Regions from separate parts of the Zea mays genome. Here region 2 is linked to region 1. Evidence: chromatin contacts called from public Hi-C data. All regions are on one chromosome and are shown on one strand. The core of a region is the stretch at or near the end of the contact, and the rest is flanking DNA. Distances in the headings are between cores, read along the strand shown.

Region 1 (5,061 bases), core at 270-2,769:
ATGGAAGGCAATTCTTGCCTTCTGTCGAGTGGTGCACCGGACAGCCACTGTAGCAGTCCGGTGCATGATCTCCTTCCATATCTGGCGCAGCCGACCGTTGGGCCTCGGGACCGGTTGGCGCACCGGACACTGTCTGGTGCACACCGGACAGTCCGGTGTGCCCAACTGACCGTTGGTGCGGGCCACGCGTCGCCCGCTGATTGTGTAGCCGCCCGTTGGCCGCGAGCGCCTTTGGCTCACCAGACAGTCCGGTGATTTTTAGCCGCGACGCCTCCTCCTTTTCCCGAGAGCGACGAGTTCGTCGCCGAAGACTTGGGCGCGGGCGCTGGTGACTCACCGGACAGTTCGATGAATTTTAGCCACGTCGCCCCGCCGATTCCCGAGAGCGCCCAGTTGGTCGCCGAGCCAGCCTGGGGCAACGGACACTGTCCGGTGCACCACCGGACAGTCCGGTGTGCCAGGCTGGTGCTGGTTTTGACTGTCCTGAGCCTTTCTTTCTTCCATCCTTTTTCTCTTTTCTTGGTCATGTCTCTAGCACTTAGATGAACACGTTAGTAACCAAAAACAATCAACTAAGTCCAGAGACGTACCTTTCTCTTTGATTTGTACTTCTCACTTAGTTTAGCACATCTGAGCTCAAACCAATGTGTTAGGCATCTAATCACCAAAACAATTATAGGAATGTCCCAAGGGCACATTTCCCTTTCAACGAGCGGGTAGCAGAACCTGTCTCTGTCTCAACTAACGACAAGATCGTCAACATCGTGGAGTAGAAGGTGCTCGCAGACTTGGGGTAGAGGACCAGCACCACCATCTCTAGTGGGTGCTCCACAATGGTGCCACGAACCTTATGATGGGCACCAAAATTTATTCTCCGAGCTCGACACCCATGTCCAAGGAACCCTCAAGTTTGGTGTAATACCCAATTTGTGAATAATAATAAAGGAGTAGATATCATTGTATGATTTGCCATCTACATAATAGAACATGGGAATAGCCATATTTAAGTGAACAATTAACTAACATAATACTTATGCATCATGTTGGAGTTTATGTGTTGTGCATCTATAAATAATAATAATAATACTAATAAAAATATATTAGTACCAAATTGGGATTTAAGACCCAACTCACCACTTAGAAAATAAAGAGAAATAAATGACACAAAGAATAAGGGAAAATACTACATAATATAAAATAAATGTATGAATAAATTCCTTCCAAAACTGGTATGTTAAAATTGTGCATTTAAATTGAGTACAACAGGTTCACCATAATATTTTAAAGTCAAGTTGAAATTCAAAAAATAAAGAAGAAAATAAAATAGAAAAGGAAACAAAAAAGAAAAAGAATAAACGAATTCGGTCGCTTGGGTCGTCCCTTTCTCCTCGGCCGGCCCATAACCACTTCCATCTCCGCCAGCCTGGCTTATCGCGCGCGCGCTCGCGTCTCACATAGGGTGGATGAGTCTCTGACTCATGGGCCCTAGTGGCAGTGGTTCATCGCATACCTGCTTACAGTCGCTGGCGTATGGGACCCTCCTGTCGGGGCCACCCTTGCCCTCACCGCACCCGTCGTTACACTGTCCAAAACGTCGCCGCGGAAACCGGGGTCCGCCCAGCAAATTCGACGGGGCCGTTGCATCCTTGACCACCTTGCGCTGACATATACCTGCGTCCTCCTTCGCGCGCTCATCTCACCCCTATAGGAAGCTAGAACCACCCACACCGGGGTCTTCGTACGGGAGGCGGGTTGTCATCTCCGACGGTTCGCGCCCACCGACGCTCGGGTCGCGGTGGGGGGATTGGCGAGTCCTCACTGGGCCGGGTGGCAAGCGCCTAAATCATCATCGAGCCAAGCTGGTAGCTGTTGCGCCCAAAATTGCTCACCGGAAGAGGGATTCGTCGTGAAGCCACCCGGATCCACGGACTGGTGCCCCAGCGTCGTATGACCTATTCATACCTTCGCCCTCGAATTCGTACCGAGTAGCACCAATCCGTGTAGGATAACAGTGTCTGGTATGTCGTGAATTGCTCGTCGGCGTCGCGCTTGGTGGCGGACCTACGCCTCCCCGAGAGCTCGACGCAGTATTGTGTTCTTCATGGTTAGGAGTCTCTGATCCGACTCATGGTGTATCAGCAAGTGTGCAGCGCCCTTGGGGGATGTGCTTAGGTGTCGAGGGTGAGAGAATGGTGGTTCAACCATGGCGCTGCAGTGCGGATGAAAGAGGGACCACCGCGCCGGTGTTGGATTGGGGAAGATGCGGTCGGACCGTCGATTTCGTGATGGATGGCCGCGATTACATGAGGTGTTGTGTGAGTGGTAACCGTGGGATCATGGATGTGCGGTAGAGGTTTAATCTTGCTTACCTCCCTAGGCGATTCAATCAGGGACGTAAGGATCTGATCGGGCGGTTTGGGACAAATCCGGCTTCATAAAATCAGAACCCTTGAATTCCGATCTAACGGTGCTGGTCACATACTGATTCATATGCAATAAAATCTAATCTCAGCCGCAAGACTTGGATCTAACGGTCGGGAATACAGGATACCCCTTTGCTGCATACAATTTCTAAAAGAAACCCTAAAGTTTTAGATAATGAACTCGCCGTCCACCACATGATAATCCTGAGTCTTAGCACTTTCTATAGGTTAGCCCCTGTGCTCTTCGGTATTTTGTGCACAGTCCAGGAAATAAATAAAATAGGAAAAAGGAACTTAGAAATTGATTTTGGGTATAAAAATAATTGCAGAAACTCATTTAAATCATAGAAAGTTCATTTTAACTCCAAATTGATCCATTCCAGTGGCATTGATTTTGTTTTAATATTGTTTATTACCTAGTAACTCTGTTTAGCCATGAAACTTGGATCAAAATTATTCACTTGAATTATTCCACACCAAGTACTTAATAACTTAGGAAATTCATAACTCAATAATCGTAACTTTGAATTTAGTGATTCTTGTTCCTACGATCTCGTTATGATACATAGAATATTATCATGCATTTTTTTCTGATGTTCGGTGTGATGTTAATTTCTGCTATACCATGTTTGTTCGTATTGTAGCGAGTAGACGAGCAAGCCATAGAGGATACAGGTGTTCAGCAGGTGGAGACTGCTGAGCAGGAGCTCGTTGAAGGAAAGTTGTGCCCTTGATCACTTCTTTTTACACAATAATGTTCTTATTAATCATAATGATCTACATAGGTTAATTTTCATGGGACCCAATAGGTTACCCTAGTTTGGCTATTTTTATACCTTGTTTACCACTGATTTTTTTGGTACTACCTGCTATTGCTTTATGTGGTTTTCGGTATGGAGATACATATTATTCATGATCATACTTTTATTATTGAAAGTCGCCTAGAGGGGGGTGGATAGGCGGAAACTGAAATTTACAACTTTTAAACACACTACAAGCCGGGGTTAGCGTAAGAGCGAATATCAAGTCTGGGAGAGAGGGGAAAACAAATCAACCAACAAGTAAAGCGGATGAACACGGTGATTTGTTTTACCGAGGTTCGGTTCCAAAGAACCTAGTCCCCGTTGAGGTGGTCACAAAGACCAGGTCTCTTTCAACCCTTTCCCTCTCTCAAACGGTCACTTAGACCGAGTGAGGCTTCTTCCTTAATGTCATGGGTCACTTAGACCCCTCAAGGATCACCACAGAATTGCTGTCTCTTGTCTCGCTTACAAAGCACTTGAGAGTAAGAAGTGAGAAAGAAAAGAAAGCCAAGCCAAGCAAACAAGAGCAACAAGAAACACAAGAGATCCTCTCACAAGTCCTAATGCACTAGAATTGAATTGGGGACTTTGATTGGATCAGTGGCTTTGATTTGTGTCTTGGAGTGTTGCACTTTGCTCTTGTATTGAATACAATGTTGTGAATGCTTGGATGGATGGAGTGGAGGTGGTTGGGGGGTATTTATAGCCCTCAACCACGAATTCAACCGTTAGGGGTGGCTGCTGTTGATGGGCGCACCGGACAGTCCGGTGCGCCAGCCACGTCACCCAACCGTTAGGGTTTGACCGTTGGAGATTTGTCTTCTTGTGGCAGTGGACAGTCCGGTGCCGCACCGGACAGGTACTGTGCACTGTTCGGTGTGCCTCTGGTGGCTGCTCTAACTTCTGCGCGAACTGTCCGCGCACTGTAGCGTTGCAGGCGACCGTTGCAGCCGACCGTTGTGCTGGCTAGCCGTTGCTCCGCTGGTGCACCGGACAGTCCGGTGGCGCACCGGACAGTCCGGTGAATTATAGCGGAGCGGCGTCTGAGAAACCCGAAGCTGAAGGGTTTGGAGTTGTACGGCCTGGTGCACCAGACACTGTCCGGTGGCACACCGGACTATCCGGTGCGCCAGACCAGGGCACACTTTGGTTTCTTTTGCTTCTTTCTTTTTGAACCCTAATTTTGATCTTTTATTGGTTTGTGTTGAACCTTTATGCACCTGTAGAATATATAATCTAGAGCAAACTAGTTAGTCCAATTATTTTTTTTGGGCATTCAACCACCAAAATTATTTATAGGAAAAGGTTAAACCCTATTTCTCTTTCAATCTCCCCCTTTTTGGTGATTGATGTTGTGGGGGACAGATATCCCCCGGGTCCACTAGAAGGATAAAAGACCTCACGAAAGGCCCAAGGGCCCCATAATTCGTAAGGTCATCCCCTCGTGGGCCTGGGAGGAGTGACCAGTGGAACGGATTAGCAAAAGGCCAGGTCGGCGCAGGCCCAGACGGCCCAACAAATTCGAGCAGTGATCGCAACAGTGACCCGAACTTCCCGCGCAGGGGCCCCGTACATCGGAACTGAGCGAGGATGAGTCGGCTGAACTATAGGAAGATAGACTCAGTTAGTTCGCTATTACTTTGGCACACGTTGTTATCATATCCACATGTAATGCCCCACGGTCGAGTATATAAGGCCCAGGGAGCACCCCTTCAAGACGGGAGACATCATTCATCACTTAGCCATCCACCCCGCTCTCTACATTTTCTAGCACTAGAGAGCTCCCTTGTAACCCATCGCATAAAGCATTCCAGCCAGGACGTAGGGTGTTACGC
Region 2 (5,088 bases), core at 1,491-3,990, 150 kb after region 1:
GATCTTTATGTATATTTGGGAGTTAGTATGTTATGCTAGGAAGCGCTATTGACTTGTGGTTTGAAAACAATTTTTGTTCATTGTTGTCTGCACATGAACTTATCAAGTCACACACTTAAGGGAATGGAATATTTGAACTTAACTATATGATTGTCTCTAGTGCAAGTGGAGAGATTGTTGGAGATATGCCCAAGAGGCAATCATAAAAGATCATATTAGAGTCCAACTTGTATTGGGATTAGAGGTTTAATGACCCATGATTCATTAACATGCTCTATAAATATATGGATAGGGCCAGGGTTACATTATTCCACCATACGTGTAAACCCTAGTTGTTGCTTCCCTTGGACCTGATCGCGAGATCTTCGCTACGTGCGTGGTGCTAGCACGGACAACGGCGTGGCAGCAAAAGGCATGCACAACTATAGTAGCTTCGGTTTCGACATGGCGACATCTAGTGAAGGCGGTGGTGGCTTGGGTGTAGGCTAGTGATGCATTAAAAAATGATGGTATAGCCATTCTTGTTGATGTAAAGGAATGAGACAAATTTCTAAATTACCCAAAAATCAGAGTTTATCTCATAATTGCTTATGTTATTTAGTAACTGGGGTATCTTGTTAGTCCAAGCAGCCTTGTTTTTTTATTTTTATCCTACAAATTGGACTACCCTGGTTGAAATTGGATTAACATATTCATGATGCTTGTTATTTATCTCCAAATTTTTATCTTATTTTGGATGCAAAAGTTTCCATTTGTTTGTTTCTCAATGTTGTGCTACGGACACACCACATTTTGGCACTTTGATGAGTTCTCTGTTGTTCATTTTGTATCCTACTCATTATATCCTACTCGGGAGATTAGTTGGAACTGATATTAACGAGTTATATATTAGTTTGTTTTAAGTGTAGAATAACAAATGGTATGTTTGGTTTGGCTTTTGGCTTTGGCTTTTGCCTCTCAAGAGCCAAAAGCCAAACCGAAGGACTCAATTCAAGAATCAGCTTTTTAAAAAAACGATTGCCTCGGTTTACAAAATTGGAAGCACTATGAACTTGTTTTTAGCAGCTTTCAGATGGAACCGTGTAAAAATATAATAGAAGAAATTTTAGTGGATTCTAGCAGCTTCCACTAAACTATTTTTAGCTTTTTACAGCTCACAGCCAACAACATTTTTTCACATCTCACTTGATAGAAAAATCTCATCTATATGGTTCATTCTATATATACGATATTTATTTTTCTTTTTTAGTTAGGAAATTAGCCTAAACAAAAGAAATACAAATGATCTTGGACAAGAGTATCTGATTATATATGTAAAAACATATCTCTTTGTAGCACCCGTGCTAAGTACTCAGTGGTTTGAGGCTTTAGCAGGTTTATTCACATATGCTTTGTCATTTCCTTCTTTAAATCCTAGTTATTCGTATACGAGAGATAGAATTCTTCATGACATGACGAAAATTTTGCCTTTTTGAATTCTTTTTAGTATATGAAGCAAAAAGAAAGAAAAGATGGATAACGATTGTATTCTTTAATTATTTCTCTATGCTTTATTACTTAATTTACTAATTTCAAAAAAAATGTATTATGTTGGATTGGATTTGTTCGATAATTCGAAGAATTACAATGAAATCTTTAGAAATCACATTTTTAGTTAGGAATTTCTATGGATTTACTCTTCTTCTTTTCTTTGGATCCAAAATAGAAGAATAAAATAATAGCCAACATCAACTGGATTCTGGATAAAAATAATCTCTAGTATTCATTGAATTTTGTGCCTGTGTGTTAGATTCCTCTAGAATCTTATGGCAGAAATTTCAAGATTTTTTTATCCGGAATCCGTAGGTAACCTAAGAGCATCTCCAACAAGTTGGCTCAAAATAGTGCCCTAAAAATTAAAATACTACATCGTTTAAAATATTTAGGGATCTAAAAATAAATTATACTCCAACAGTTAAGCCTTAAATCATATAATTTGGAAAGTAAATTACATTATTAGAAAAGAAAATATTGAAAATAATGTACAAAATAAGGATAGGACACTAGCCGGGGGTGTAGTATATTTAGATCATTTCATAGTTCGGCCTATATATTTTTTGATGAAAAATTTTAGATTAAGGCACTGGTGGAACTGTTTTTTATAAGTCCTATATTTTATGATAGTGCATTAATTTAAGACGGAGTTAGAGATGTTCTAACGGGATCAGACACCAATGTTAGGTCAAACCACCTACTGGATGTACTGCTTGCCATACTATCCGTGCAATCGATGGCTTAGCAACTCCTGGACGGTTCCATCTTTCCTCAGTTCTGGCGGAGTTTTATTGGCTTGTGCAGTGCCAAGGCACGGCCGACTGATCATATATGACAACGACCGCTGATACGTGATCCGTCGTTTTCGCAGCGGGTCGCATCGCACGTTAGCAATTTCGCTGGTACCTGCAAACGAGACGAGGGGATCTGTGCAACTGTCGTGGCCGGCACGGCTGTGTCTTGTGCCCATCTATCGTCATCCTTGGGGTTGTGGCTGAAGCGCCAAGACCTGAAGAAGTGTGTGACTGTGCCCAATGCTCTTGAACCGAACGCTGTGACCCGAGTGAAAGTGATCAGTCCCGTGCCCACATAGGCGCCTCGGTTGACAACTTGACATCCTCAGATGCCTCGGACAGGCCAGTGATAAGATCCAGCACGGTCGCGTGGCACTGTGTCGACCAAAAGCAGGCCGTGAACCTTAGGTGTGTTTGCATGCCCGTCACTATTTCAGATAGCCCCGGAAATCCCGTGCCCTTGTTCATGGGCCCCCATCCATCCGATTCGTGGGCAGCGAAACCATCGAGCAAAATTTGTACGACTGACGCTTCGGGTGGGGCACTGATGATTAGCATAGTAAGAAGCGCAAAACAATTTATTACTATTATTCACTATAAAGATCCGCAAGAATATACAACCAAGAAGAAAAGAGAGTATAGACATCCACACCCAAAGGTACGGGCTCCAAACCTTCGGTGGGACTCCGGAGAGCTGAGTTTAACCTATGTCATACATGAATGAGGTAGAAACTAACTCTGGGTAACAATGACGCAGATTTCTAGGTGGACCAATACCTATGTTAGTGTTGAGATTCACGAAAGATCAAATGACCCTTGGCCTTCGTTGATCGCATAAAGCAGTTTCTTTAGCATGATAGCCTGCAAGAAGTTTTCAACAAAATTCAGACAGAGATAACAAGCCACACACTAGCACGAGTAGCACTGTAAATATTTCCTTCCAGAAAAAAAACCAGCATGCGTCAATATAAAGGGTTCAAGCAATGTGGAATATGCTATTTGATTTAAACTAACGAAATAATAATTCTAACTAATGAGTGGCTGGAAGGTGCTGCCCACATTAAATTTTAGTTTCCACGTCCTTAGTTGAAAATTTGTCCAGTTACCTGTTACGATAAGGCTATATGAAGTAATTCTTTGGTGACTGGGTTTCTGAATCCTCAATTTATAAGACAATACAGGAGATATAACCACAGTTAGCCAAAAAGCAGAAAGAAGCATACCTTGGTGGAGTATGGTGGTAGTTTAAGATAGTTGGCGCAAGTCATGACACTAGGCAAATCATCATCTGCAGACTCTGTCGCTCCAGTTGCATTTGAATTATTATTTGCCACAGAAGAGTGCTGGAATTTAAGAATTCAAAACTTCAACAATGTGGGCAGGCATGTCAACCATAAAGTAGAAATAAGAACAAAGATAGCCAATTTACCTTCCTAACAATGGTCAACTTAGGATTTAGAGCAGCCAAACCCCCAGGTGGAAGCCGAGGAGCACCGGTCACAAACTGGCAGAAAGCATGTTGCTGCTCAGGAGTAAATTCTGCCATGATCTCAAGAAACTGCAAAACACAACATTAGAAACATCCAAATAAACTTACGAAACCTACAAATGAATTACAAAGAAGCAGGGAAACTTACATTAATAATTGCAGGACTCTTAGAGGTATAACCATGGTCGAATTTTATATGTTCAGGCAGTGTTTCCGGCTGCATGATGTGAAATTGTTCAGAATAAGCCAAAACAACTACATTCATCGTGAAATATTAAGTGTGTTTTGATAATGGAAAAGTCAAACAAAATTGTTGGAAACCTAACCCAAATTAGGGTGAACTGTGTTGCATGGGTTACATGGGCTGGGCCAAGGCCCATAACACTTAAATTGAGTATTCATCGTGAAATATTAAGGTCTTGTTCGTTTGTGTCGGATTGGTGGGTCGGAACGATTCCTAGCCGGATTGCTTCTCTAATTTATATAAACTTTGATTAGCTGGAACGTTTCCGGGTGCAATCCGACGTAAACAAACAAGGCCTAAGTGTGTTTTGATAATGGAAAAGTCAAACAAAATTGTTGGAAACCTAACCCAAATTAGGGTAAACTGTGTTGCATGGGTTACATGGGCTGGGCCAAGGCCCATAACACATAAATTGAGTACAATAACGCACAAGAATCTAACACCCCTACCCCCACCCCCGCAGATGAAACTCTAGTCGTGAAAGATGTTGAGACTGGACCGATGTTGGGACTTAGAACAGTGTGCCCAAGCACTCGAGAGTGGTGTTACAGGTGGCACGACAAAACAATTGGCTGGGAGCACAAATGTCTTGTCAAGTGTGTCCCATCCAGCTACAGGATGGGGCTATCTATAGGGCGGCCAAGGGCCCAAGGCCTAAAATATCGTAATGCCCTTGGTTACCTACTACATGCCATAGATATACCGTGCAACAGGTGTGCAACGGGGTAATTACAGGTCCCCTGGCTACATTCCATATTACACCATCTTTCTCACCCACATCAAAGGCTGACGTGTGGAGTAGGCGAGTCTACGCCCACAACTGAGCCGCCGCTTGGCGGAATCCAACATTCCTCGTCTTATGGCCTCTGCGTGGGGGCCTTAGAGAAAAACTGCCTCACGACGGCCTACCAAAGAGGAGCGATCTCGCCTCGGTCAACATCGGCTGGTAGCAGTTGGGTCTTCGTTCGGTGCTTCGGGGGTCTTCGACGCGTCCTAGCCCCCGCCTGCCCTCGCTGAACGTGTTTGTC

The links. Hi-C and Micro-C count contacts between places; a contact is called where the count stands out from the background.
Region 2: a contact with region 1 is called in a Hi-C map of leaf, with 4 times the contacts expected there. The contact joins two enhancer-like sites. A contact is called at or near these places in 2 of 25 Hi-C or Micro-C datasets (leaf and leaf mesophyll).

The regions. Positions count from the first base shown.
Region 1 is chr2:85,957,847-85,962,907 of Zm-B73-REFERENCE-NAM-5.0, forward strand. No RefSeq gene overlaps it. Among protein-coding and RNA genes, the nearest start is that of LOC103646649, 45 kb to the left of the region's middle. Within about 2 kb of position 1,520, at least 18 of the 20 cell types and tissues checked have an H3K27ac peak or open chromatin away from gene starts, as enhancers often do. A contact at or near this core is called in leaf and leaf mesophyll, where this site is marked.
Region 2 is chr2:86,103,906-86,108,993 of Zm-B73-REFERENCE-NAM-5.0, forward strand. It overlaps LOC103646651 (E3 ubiquitin-protein ligase UPL3), which reads right to left. Exons shown (of 17, transcript XM_008671361.3): 14 at 3,965-4,033; 15 at 3,757-3,885; 16 at 3,551-3,670; 17 at 2,879-3,188. The coding sequence ends at 3,123. Among protein-coding and RNA genes, the nearest start is that of LOC103646651, 20 kb to the right of the region's middle. Within about 2 kb of position 2,741, at least 19 of the 20 cell types and tissues checked have an H3K27ac peak or open chromatin away from gene starts, as enhancers often do. A contact at or near this core is called in leaf and leaf mesophyll, where this site is marked.